Regions from separate parts of the Mus musculus genome. Here all the other regions are linked to region 3. The links are chromatin contacts, called in public HiChIP or PLAC-seq maps. All regions are on one chromosome and are shown on one strand. Each heading gives the region's core, a stretch centred on a gene start, on an enhancer-like site or on the middle of the called end of the contact. The rest is flanking DNA. Distances are from core to core; before and after follow the strand shown. Region 1 overlaps Pcnx2 (pecanex homolog 2). Region 2 overlaps Pcnx2 (pecanex homolog 2). Region 3 has its middle 110 kb from the start of Gm30713.

The links. HiChIP or PLAC-seq counts read pairs in DNA pulled down with a chosen protein or histone mark.
Region 1: a contact with region 3 is called in an H3K27ac HiChIP or PLAC-seq map of extraembryonic endoderm stem cells, with 6 times the contacts expected there. The contact joins two enhancer-like sites. A contact is called at or near these places in 3 of 15 datasets of contacts at CTCF or cohesin (embryonic stem cells, large pre-B cells and stem cell-derived epiblast-like cells), 3 of 484 Hi-C or Micro-C datasets (bone marrow-derived macrophages and embryonic stem cells), 5 of 115 datasets of contacts at active chromatin or transcription factors (embryonic basal ganglia, extraembryonic endoderm stem cells, fibro-adipogenic progenitors and 2 more) and 1 of 9 other capture datasets (embryonic stem cells).
Region 2: a contact with region 3 is called in an H3K27ac HiChIP or PLAC-seq map of extraembryonic endoderm stem cells. The contact joins two enhancer-like sites. A contact is called at or near these places in 1 of 484 Hi-C or Micro-C datasets (bone marrow-derived macrophages), 2 of 115 datasets of contacts at active chromatin or transcription factors (extraembryonic endoderm stem cells and trophoblast stem cells) and 2 of 9 other capture datasets (adipose tissue and embryonic stem cells).

Annotation. Positions count from the first base shown.
Region 1 is chr8:125,869,651-125,873,422 of GRCm38.p6, forward strand. All of the region lies in intron 8 of Pcnx2 (pecanex homolog 2), which reads right to left. Among named protein-coding and RNA genes, the nearest start is that of Gm46061, 20 kb to the left of the region's middle. Within about 2 kb of position 1,266, at least 58 of the 459 cell types and tissues checked have an H3K27ac peak or open chromatin away from gene starts, as enhancers often do. A contact at or near this core is called in extraembryonic endoderm stem cells, where this site is marked.
Region 2 is chr8:125,826,303-125,830,041 of GRCm38.p6, forward strand. It overlaps Pcnx2 (pecanex homolog 2), which reads right to left. Exons shown (of 34, transcript NM_175561.4): 18 at 1,741-1,833; 19 at 617-767. Among named protein-coding and RNA genes, the nearest start is that of Gm51603, 18 kb to the left of the region's middle. Within about 2 kb of position 1,504, at least 9 of the 459 cell types and tissues checked have an H3K27ac peak or open chromatin away from gene starts, as enhancers often do. A contact at or near this core is called in extraembryonic endoderm stem cells, where this site is marked.
Region 3 is chr8:125,269,609-125,273,622 of GRCm38.p6, forward strand. No RefSeq gene overlaps it. Among named protein-coding and RNA genes, the nearest start is that of Gm30713, 110 kb to the right of the region's middle. Within about 2 kb of position 1,938, at least 28 of the 459 cell types and tissues checked have an H3K27ac peak or open chromatin away from gene starts, as enhancers often do. A contact at or near this core is called in extraembryonic endoderm stem cells, where this site is marked.

The DNA of each region.
Region 1 (3,772 bases), core at 16-2,515, 600 kb after region 3:
CTAGGGGTGTAGGAACTAGAACGGACTGAACAGAACGTCCTGATGGAGCCTCTACGTCAGGCACAAGTAAGTAAGAGGTTCTGGTCTCGCTGTTGCGTCTTGATGAGGAACTTGGCCTGAGTCTCCCTGTTAGGTAGCAAGATGGCTGCCAGCCTTCCCATAGATAATGCCTTGGCTCCGACTGCAATGGTGAAGAAGGTCCAGCATTCATTCATCATTATCTAACAAAGACTCAAACAACAGATCAGCTTCCCTCTCAAGGAACTATTTTCACTAGATGTGGCTGGGCCCTTATCACAAGCACACACTGTCACCTCTGCTGGCTCCTGGGCAGCCTGGAGGGACAAGCCTGTGATTAGCAAGACTGTACCTCAAATGGAGCTGCTCCTCCAGGGCCTATCCTCTTCCTCTAGGCTGTGGCGGCTACAGCATTAAAGGATCATGAGACCAGTGCTCTCTGCTGCATTAATAAACATTTATTCCAGGACTGTTTATTAGGGATGTCAAGGGACGTTCCCACCTCCTCTGAAACATCTGAGGGATGGAGAGAGCCCACTCTCTGGAATGACCTTCTCAGTGACACCACCAGGTCTCCATCAGCCTGAGGCTGGGTTGGTCTCAGGTCAACTAGTTCTCCTCAGGGTCAAAGCAGAGGCTGGAGCACTCAGAGAAACATGAGGGGGGAGGTTGGTGGTGTAGGGGTGACAAGAACGAACCAGCCCCGGAAGGGAACAAAGAGGCTGAAGCTGAGCTGGGCCCTGGTGGCTCCAACCTGGAATTCCAGCATTTGGGTGACTAAGGCAGGGGGATAGCTGGAAGTCTGAGGCTAATCTGGGTTACACAGTATGAGGCTCTGTTCCAAATTGGCATCTCTGCTGGGCTGGGTGGGACAGGGCTGGGTCTGGGGTAAACGGAAAGTGGTTAGAGTCCCTGTGTTCCTAACGTTGTCCTACCCATCTGGGGAAGCTGCAAGAACAATCCAAGGCCAGTGCTGCTTTCTCCCAGTGACAGAGAAAGTATCGCCGGAAATTCCTTATCCTCACCAGATTGTAAAACAAGTGTTTTCTGCCCCCCTGGAGACCTTATCTTTTCTGCCTGTCCTTCCCAAGGCTCCCGACTCAACTGTGGGATGGGTGGGAAGGGGGTGGGGAGGGATGCCTTAGGACAGAAGTTAGTGTAACAGGCTCACTGGCTGTAGAGGACACTAAAGGACATCAGCCTGATGGGGGATGGGAGGGAGGTTTCTAACAGGGAGAGGGCTTTGATGTGGGATCAACTCCCCTTTCATAAGACAGCACAAATAAAGGGAAGCCTCTGAGAGGCTGCAGAGGGAAATCAAGTGGATGGAGAGTGCCCTCATGTGGCAGCCGGGGGTGTGTGCAGCCACAAAGCCTCAGCTTCCGCTTGGAATTTTATTCCTGGAACTCTGGGGCCTGGAGAGAAATAGCACCTCTTAACCACGTGTCTGAGTGAGACCCCGGGATGAGGACCAGTCCAGGACGAGGAGAGATCAACAAAGACTGAGAAACCACACCTCAGAGAGGGTGTGGGAGAAACCACAGGAAGGCCTGCTCCGGGACCATCCCCCCACCCCCACCCCCCTCTGTGTGATCAAAGCCGGCAAGAATTTCCAAGTCTCTAACCCTGATGCAGCAAACACTTATCTTCAAACCAACAGTGACACCGCTCTTTGCTTGAGGATAAATATCCTCAAAGAGAGCTGTCAAAAGGGCAGCTGGTGGGGTTCACTGAGGAGCCCCACATCTCCCTGTTCTGAGCACCCATCAGTCTCACCACAGCTGTCCCCACCCCTGTCTTTCCAAACTCAAGGTCTTCACTTCCTTGGAATAAAGCAAAAAAAACAAAACAAAAAAAAAAAAAACAAAAAACAAAAAACAAAAAAAAAACAAAAAACAAAAACAAAAAAACAAAAACAAAAACAAAAACAAAAAAACGGGTGATTATTTCTGGAATGTCTCTGTCTGCTTCCCATCTTCGGAAGCCAGGTGCAGCTACGGTCTGAGGAGACGGCTCAGTCGATACAGCGCTTGCCACACACACACAAGACCCTGAGTGTGAGGCCCAGAACCCACATACAAAAGTCAGGAGTGGTGTGTCAGCACTCAGGAGGCAGAGGGAGGTGGATCGGTGGCACACACTGGCCGGGAAGCCCAGCCTACTTGGTGAGGCTCAGGTCTCAAAAAAGGAAATACAAGGTGGATGGCCCATGAGAGGTGATGTGGGAGCAGTGTTAACTTCAAGGTTTGGGTCTGTCAAAGGAGAACATTTGTAGACAAATTTTCATGGGACGAAGAGCAGAAGCTCTCACTCTAGCTTAGTGGTGCATGGCAGTCAGCCCAGAAACTGGAAACAGAGGCAGGGAGAATCAAAGTTCAAGACCATCCTGGGCTGCATGTCTCAAAAACCAAACAAAACCAAGCAAAAACCAAGCAAAGGCTCAGCCGATGAAGTGCCTGCCCTGCAAGTTTGGGGACCCGGGTTCTGATCCCAGAACCCACACAGTGAAGTTTGTTGAGGTGAGCTTGTAATCCCAACACTCAGGAGACAGAGACAGGCGTGTGTTCCTGGGGCTCATCACCAGCCTGGCCTGCTAGGAGAACTCCAGGCCAATGAGAAACTCTGTCTCAAGTGAGATTTAAAGTTCCCTTCTGGCCTATATATGCACTGCACATGCACATGTGTGCATGTGTACACACACACACACACACACCACACACATGCACGCGCACACGTGTGCACACACATACACTCATGCATGGGGTGGAGAGTGAAATTTTAGTTACAAAGCCTATAAAGGAGTAGTGGATGTCTGACGTGCAGTGAGAATCATTTCAACCCTGAAGATTTGTTAGCCTTTCAGGCAACTTCTTCCATTTCCTGGGCTGATGACCTGCGTCCAGATCAGTTTTCAGGCAGATCAGCTCACTTTGGGCTCTGAACTAGTAAATCAGTCCTGTGTTCTGGTCAGTTAAACACAAAGCGGATTTACTGTCAGGCAGGATTTCCCAGCAGCCCCCGGAGATGCTGTGATTCAGGTTTCTGGGGAGAGCAGAGCAGTCAGATATCCTTCCCAGAGGCGCCTGCTTGAAGAACAGCTAGCGTGTGACTCAGGGTGCTCTGTGAGCCTCTGCGGTGGTGGTGGTGGGGGGGAGGGGGGCTGGTCTCACAGTGTTTGAGGGAGCCAGGAAGGGAAATGAACTTCCTCTCTCAGCTTCCTCCAGGAATTCCCAAAGAGACACGGAAGTTACATGGTTCACAAGTCCCCATTCAGAGCAGAGCATCTGGGACATAAAACAGTTACGTGAAGACCAGGCCTCACAATGGCTGAGAGAGTCACCTTCCAGCCAGTAATGGGATCCAGCAGTTTTACAAGCTAGTTGGAGGTACTCCCAGCCACTGAGGCCACCTTAGAGGGAAAGAGCTGTTTTTCTTCCAGTACCTTCTATGGTGTGCTCATGGAGTCCTAACCAGGCTCCCTTCCAATCTCAAAGTCAATATCTGCATTTGCTGTGGGTGGGAGGCTTCAGAACTTAACAGCCTTAAGAGCTAGAGACAGAAGTGACAGAAGTACACACGCCAAAGCTGCCTTAGGTGCCAAGGTGTTGGATCACAGGCTGCTAGGGGGACACCATGCTCTTAGATGCCCACTTCACAATCAGGTACAGTGCACCTGCTGAGAACGGGCTTCCTCCTGGCCAGATGCCAGGAAATGCCAAGGGTTGACTGCCAGGAAAGGTAAGCATAACTTTGT
Region 2 (3,739 bases), core at 254-2,753, 560 kb after region 3:
TTGTTTGTTTGTTTTTTCGAGACAGGGTTTCTCTGTGTAGCCCTGGCTGTCCTGGAACTCACTCTGTAGTCCAGGCTGGCCTCGAACTCAGAAATCCGCCTGCCTCTGCCTCCCGAGAAATGTATTTTTTATATGAAGCTCTGAGGTTGCCATTTGCACCAGGCTATTTCTCCCATGGGAGTTGCTACACCAACCCCTGTAGACACAGCTGCTCTCTATACAAAGCTCTTTCACAGAAACTCAAGAATCCAGAGCCTGGTAGTTAGTGGTCAAGCATGAAGTGGTTCTCTCCTTAGTGCCCAGTCACTATAAACCAGAATTGTAACCTTCAAGCATGAGCAATGGATGCTAATTTCCCTATGGAATCAGTAAGCAATGACTATTCTAACAGAACTTCATAGTTAATTTGACAGACTTTCTTTCCTATTCCACCTGAGCAGCCTGTTTTGTGCATCGCCTAGACTCCATCTTTGTAACATGGGCAAACACGCAGTGAACCCTGCTTCCTTTGAAGCGTGAGGCACCGTGGCACTGATCACACTCACAGAGCTGTGCCCCTGTGCCATGAGAGGCGTGCCCACTGCTTTGCTGTCCCCCCTGAGACTACGACACTGACCTCTTGCCTCCCGCTGCTGGTACTCCTTGCTCCTGAGCACAGGATGTGAGATCCACATCCAGGGGTGGTGCTTCCGTAGCTGAGGGAGCAGATGGTGGGTGATGAGCCCCACGGTGCCCGCCAGGGCAAAGAGCACGATGCTGAGAAAAGGCTGCAGAGGACAGAGAGGTCAAAAGTCAACTCTTGAGTGAGTGATGTAGGCATCTGCCATCAGGCCTTCCCTCCCACTTTTTTTTTTTTTTTGGCCTGTGCATTTTATGTATGTAGAGGTGTGCACACACGTGTATGCATGAGAAAGTCAGGGGATAATCTTGGATGTCATTCCTCAAGGGCCATTCATCATCTCTGTTTTCTGAGACAGTCTCTCGCTGGCCTGGAATTCACTGAACAATCTAGGCTGGCTGGAAGGCTGCTAAGACAACCAGAGTACTGACTGAGCCTGCCCCCACCCTCTTTCCTCTCATAGGAAGACCTATGTGCTGAGAGCTGCTAAGAACAGGGTCGGGAAGTGACCCCTGGAAGAGACTGTGAGAATTCTGTCCCCTGTATCATACCCTAAGACTTTTTTTCAGAGGTAGAGAACAGCACACTCACACTCAGTTGATAAAACAGTCCAGGGAAGATGTGGCCATGAATGTCCCATGTTTGTGACAAGGCAACAATATTCTGTAAGAACTGTAAGGCAGAGTCCTTGGAGATATATATGTATATGAATATATATATGTATATGAATATATATATGTATATGAATATATATATATATATATATATTCATATATATATATGTATATATATCTCCAAATGGTCTTTGTGTCACTGTGGCTCAGCTCAGATACAGTGACCTCTCTCTCTACTGAGGGAGATCTGGTGTCTGTTCCCAGCCTGTCACAATGACAACTGTCCGAGATTACAAATTGTCCTATCACTCTTAAGGACAAAACGACTCCCCCAGGGACAGGAGATGACTCACAAAGAGGTTACCCGAGTCTCCTCGTGGACATAGTTCTTTGTGTGTGTGTTCTTTGACCCTCTTCCCTGGCTCCTCTGCCCTCTGTACCCTCATTCCATGCCTAGCCCCTATCAAGAGAACAAGCAAGGGAGAGCCGAGCCTTGGGGCCACCTACCCGTAAGGACAGGAAGACAGTGCTGGCACTGACTGCAAAGGAGAGCACAGCAGCGGCTGAGCAGATGACAAGGTCTGATCTCAGGACATCCTTCTAGAAAGAGAAGATTGGCTGTGAGGTCAGCTCTGTGTGGCTTCCTCGGAGGCGCTTGCCAGGCGAGTCAGCGGCAGGATGCTAACACTCCACACTGCTCTTCTGTATGTCAGACCCATGTGTCCTGGAACACCCCAATGGCACCATCTACTAGCTTAGTCACTGGATCCCACTGGGGATGTCTAAGGGAGAGGGAGGCAGGTATGGTGCTAGTAGATTAACATACATGCACTTCAATGGAGAGAACAAACATGTCTACACATAAGAGGCCTAAGGTTCCTTCCCACAAACTCATGGGATACAGAGTCCCCACAGACCTCCCAAAGCCCCCCAACTCACAGAGTCTCAGAAAGCAGGACTGATGCTAACAGTCTCTACGAGGTCCTGGGTGGCTTTGGAGGTCAACATACAAACTGGAAATACCAGACAGAAGCCTTGCACACATTATATTTTGGACCATGCTGTACACTTCCATGCAACCATCAGATCCATAAGCAAACAGACAAACAAAACCAAACAACCAACTACAGCTTCCCAGCTACTTCAGTCAGTACACACAGTTTGGGACTGTAGGTGTCACCCGCCTGGCTTTCTTTCATTGATTTTAAAATGGAAATAATGTGTTGTCTCTTCCCTGTCATGCTGCTAGCTGGATGCCTGTGTTAACATGTAAAGCTGGACACAGACAGTGGAAACAATAAAGAGAATACAAACACCAACCCTGTGTGGTGGGTGTGACCATGGGTGTGGAAAAGTGGGTGGTTCAGGAAGACCACGATCCCCACACCTTCTCCTGTCATACACCCAGTGTGCCTGTTCTGAACTTTCTCTGGTAAGTCAGAGTACTGTGAGCATGGGGGGAATTAAAGGGATAACGCACCACCCAATTCTTTCACTATGATCAAAAGTGAAAGCAGCCTAGATTAGGGCGACTTGCCCTCACACCATTGAGGGAAGTTAAGAAGGAACTGAAGCAATGCTGTTAAGCAGAAACCTTGAAGAAACATTGTTGCTAGCTCCCTTACATGCTTATGCTTAGCTAGCTTTCTTGTACAGTCCCAGACCACCTGCCTAGGGGATGTTGCTGCCCACAGTGGGCCAAGCCTTCCTATGCTGATTAACAAGGCAATCCCCAAAGATGGCCTCATAGGCCCATCTGATCTAGGTAAGGCCTCAATCTACACTCCCTTCTCCCTTCTCCCTTCTCCCTTCTCCCTTCTCCCTTCTCCCTTCTGGGCTGTGCCAGGCTGACAGTTAAAGCTAGCTAGGAAAAAACAATGATTTAAGATTTGACTTATCTTAGCATTGTCTCTAGCAAATGAAATCTGATTTGGAAGCCTAGAGGAATCTGTCTAGGTCCTGTTCTCATTCCTCACACTTGCAAAGCACCAGCCCTCCCAGAGGACAAGTCTGCCATTGATAGCATTTTCTGGCTGTAAAGATGGTTAACTTATTCCTGTTTTTCTCTGGCACGAGTTTACGTCATTCAAAATCACTAAATAGTTGTCCACAGGGAAGACTAATGCTTTAACCAAGTAATGTGATTTAAAACTGTGTCATATTTAATCAACCAATTTTCCTGTTTGAAGGGTAAACAGGTAAACAGGCTATCAGTTGGAGTGTGGGGCAGATAATTCTGGAGGGCTGGCATTCTCCTACTCTTAGAGGGAGGGCAAACGTGAGTGAAAATTACTTTAATTCCGTTAACAACCTGGATAGCATGTTAGAGCAATACTTTTAACTAACCGATTACTTAATTAGAGGCAGGCTCTCCTATTCCAAGCTGGATTTGAACTTGCCTCATGGTTGAGGATGATTTTTGAACCCCTCTCTGCCTTACACATTCTGAGATCACAGACTACACACCACCATACCTGGTTTACACAGCACCAGGAATGGACTCGGG
Region 3 (4,014 bases), core at 688-3,187:
GAGCCCAAGCAAAGTTAGATTCGGGAAGATCTTAGCATCTCAGTGAATCACACAGCACCCACAGCAAAGCCTGAGTATAGAGAGGGGCTGCCTTCAGACCTAAGGCGAAGGCTTTTCAGTTTGATAGGCATCCCTTGGGCTCCTATGAAGTGTTGAGTGCTGGAGTTACAGGAATACAAATGCCGACAGAGCCACGGCAATTACAGCTGTGTGCATGGTCTCTGTGCTCTCCACTCTGGACTTTCAACTGCTTCAGATAAAGAGACATGGCTCTGTGCTACAAGACCCTGTCCTGTACTTTATTGATTATCCTTCATCTGAACTGGATTTAGGTGTGCTCAGGAGAAACACCTGTGTTGTGTGTCGGAGAGTGTTTCCAGAGAGGTTTAACTGGAATAGGGAGACGAGTCTGGGGGGCCTGGCCTGAATGAAAAGGGAGAAAAGAAGAAAGTGAGCTGATCATCTCTCTCTCTCTCTCTCTCTCTCTCTCTCTCTCTCTCTCTGCTTCCTGACTATATAAATACAACAGGACAGCCACCAGGCACCCCTTTGCACTACTAACGAGGGCTGTGGATCTAAATTTCAAGAATAGTTCCTATGGCAGGGGTTGGGGGGGTGGGGTGGGGGGGTGGGACTCATTCATCAGGACTCATCCTGGCTCGACTGTCGTAGTCACAAGAAGTTAACATCCTTCCTAAACTTCACACAGTGTCCCCAGCTTTGTCCAGCTGTGTCACTATAGTCCATACATGAGTTACGTCTCTCTGTTTTCTTGTTATTTGTGATTGGTCCAGACTAGTCTCAACCTCCCTCGGCTTCCCCAGTGCTGAGATTACAGGTGTGTATCACCATGACCGTCTTGACACACTTTAGAGAGCCCCAGTTTGCCTTCCTGTTGCTGTGATAAGACGCTGACCAAGAGGAATTTGGGTGGGGTGGGGTTATTGCATCGTACAGGCAAAGTCCATTGTCTGTCAGGGAAGCCATGGTAGGGACGCCATGCAGGAACCTGGAGGCAGAAGCTGAAGCAGACACGCAAGCCTGCAGGTCAATCTGAGGGAGGCAAGTCTTCAATTGACATTTCTTCTTCCCAGTTGTGGAAGTTCTTGGTCAAGTTGACAAAAACTAACCAGTACACACACAGACATACACAGAGAGAGAGACAGACAGACAGATGCACACATGACATGTTACCTTATCTAAAATATGAAAAATATAACTCTAAATACACCCACAGAGTATACTCATCAACAACATCAAAATTCAAGGATTGTTCACATAGTTATACCAGTTCCATGGAAGCACATTTAGCCACCACGTTTGAAAATAGCTTGCAGGCTGGAATGTCTAACTTACAAACCCTTCTGGCTAGGCTCAGTGATGTTGACATTGCACTGCTTGTCATCAGCTAAAGCTATGAACTTCCATCCTTTCAAAGTTAATGCAGTTTCTTCCATCCTATAAGCATTGATTGGTCAAGTCTGGCTTTGTTTTGGGAGCTGGGGTTTAACCTTGAGCAAAGCTTTGCTCCCATAGAAATATCCACTAAGATAAAAACAACAGCAACAATGTGTCTGCAGTGCTGTGAGTGGGCTCAACAGTTCACACACACAGTAAAGACAGCGACTTCTCCTCTTCCAGAATCTATCAAAGGCCAGTAGCTCAGCCGCAGAGTCAGGTCTATGAGCCCCTTTGCCTTCCATGACTAATTATTGCTGGGCCAGTCTTGTGTGGGACCAGCACAAGAGGCCACAGTTCTTAAAAGTTAGCGACTGCATTGAGTCTGGAGGATACAATGTAACTGAGCTTCTAGCACTGTCTCTAAGCGGCTGCTGCAGTTCCCAGAGAGTGCTGTTCTCGCTGAGCCTGGCTGTCCTTTCCAGTTCTCCTTCAACCTTCTCCTGTGGCTCGCACCTGCTCTGCTCTATTCTGACTCTCCCTCCTCAGAGCCAACCAGCTGTCCACACCAGGTGTGGCTTGGGGAACTCATGGACCCAAGGAGGTTTACATGACTCACAGATATGTGTGGGGGTTTATCTGGCCCTGTTTAGGGAGGAGGAGGGGAGGGCTAAGGTGGCTCCATGTCCCAGATGTCCCAGCCTGCTGTGACCTCTGTCCCTGAATCCTTCGATGCACTGCTCTGTCTTCAGCAGCACACCACAGGGGAAGGGACAAAGCACAGGGGCTGGGAGACACAGCATCTGCTTTAGGTTTGACGGTCAGGAGGGAGCTAGCATTGTTCACCTAGTACTTGGGAGCCTAGCACCTCAGATAGGTGCTCCCCCCCCCAGCCCACTCATGCAAAGCATTGTGTACATAAGGATACACAGAAGTCTCTTTGAAAATGTGAAGACTCCGTTAGATATATATAAGGCAGTCTGTGATCGGGAAAGGTTTCCATGCCCTGTTAGTCATTTCGTGTGAACACACATCACACACACCAAGCTCAAAAAGGTACTTCCAACTAGGAAATATTTAACAATTCACTTATGTTTTCTGTGGTTGCTATTCTGAGTTTTTAGTTCTGAATGCCAGGTTCCCCTCTCCTCCTGCCTATCCCCCTTTTCCTCCACTTGGAATATGTTCTTTCCTTAAGCATTGTTTTTTCTAACCCTCATGATTGATTTACTCTTCCGGTACCAGAAACAATGGGTAGGGCTAGGCCTTTGGAATATCCGCCCTGTGCTAGCACGTTGCTCCAATGCAAAGAGAAACAGGGAGTCAAATGAAGAAAGAACGCGCCTAGTGATAAGACACTGAACTCACGACTGTGGTTCCCTGGGAGCTCTGCCGGCTTAATCTTCACAGCTAAGAAGCATGGAACGGTCTGAAACCAAGTCTGAAGACAAATCCTTCCTTTACACTGCTTCTCACGCGTAATTATCACAGCAGTGAAAAGCCTCACACATTCACAAACAACCAACATGATTATCAGCTCAGACAATCACAACACCACCCCACCCCGGAAAGGTTAAGGGAACAAGAAACACCAGCTCAGAGCATGGAAGGCTGGGCTGTCACTCTTGGCACATCTGCCTAATCACGCCTAATCACATACCCTGCCTTTCTTATCACTCTTAATCCTATAGTGTGACCATAAGTCCAAAGAGCAGGTGCTACTGTGTTTGTGTCTGCATTGTTTTGAATAGATCAAAGCCGCAAGTAGGGGTGGGAATACAGCTGAGAGGAGAGACTGTTTGCCTTATGTGCACCAGGCCCTGGGTTCACTCTCAAGTCCTATAAAAAGACAAAAATCATTGAGGGTAGAAAATATGCACAGCAGTATGGAGGAATTTCACCGACATACTGTTGACTGAGCAGGGTGATTTATGCTACAAGACTCCTTGTCTACACCAAGCTTGGAATTAGTCAAATCCAGTGTAAGGAGAATCTCTTGCGCTGCATGGAAGCATCACCCGTCAATCAAAAAGCCTATGGCCAATAAGCTGAGGCAGGAAATAGGAGGTGGGACTTCCAGCAGAGAGAGAGAGAGAGAGAGAGAGAGTGAGTCAGAGAGAGAGAAATTCTGGGAAGTAGTCAGGTGACAGAGATTTGCCCTGAACTCTGAGGAAGAGACAGATGCATAAACCTGAGAAGAGGTAACTAAAGCAACGGAAGAACGTAGTCTAGAATAAACTGGATTATTGAGATATGAGCTAGGCAAAGAACAGAGCCAAAGCTTATGGCCTGAGCATTTATTCACAAAGGATTAAGTATCAGAGTTGTTATTTGGGGGAACTTGGATACAGCTCCATTTAAAAGTTAATATCTGTCGGGTGTGGTGGCACATGCCTTTAATCCCAGCACTTGGGAGGTAAAGGCAGACAGATTTCTGAGTTTGAAGCCAGCCTGGTCTACAGAGTGAGTTCCAAGATAGCCAGGGCTGCACAGAGAAACCCTGTCTCGAAAAACAAAAAACAAAAAACAAACAAACAAAATAAGAAGTTAATATCTACAATCCAGCATGTGTGGTAGGAGCTGGAAAACAGGTCACGTCTATGCTCAGGAGAGATT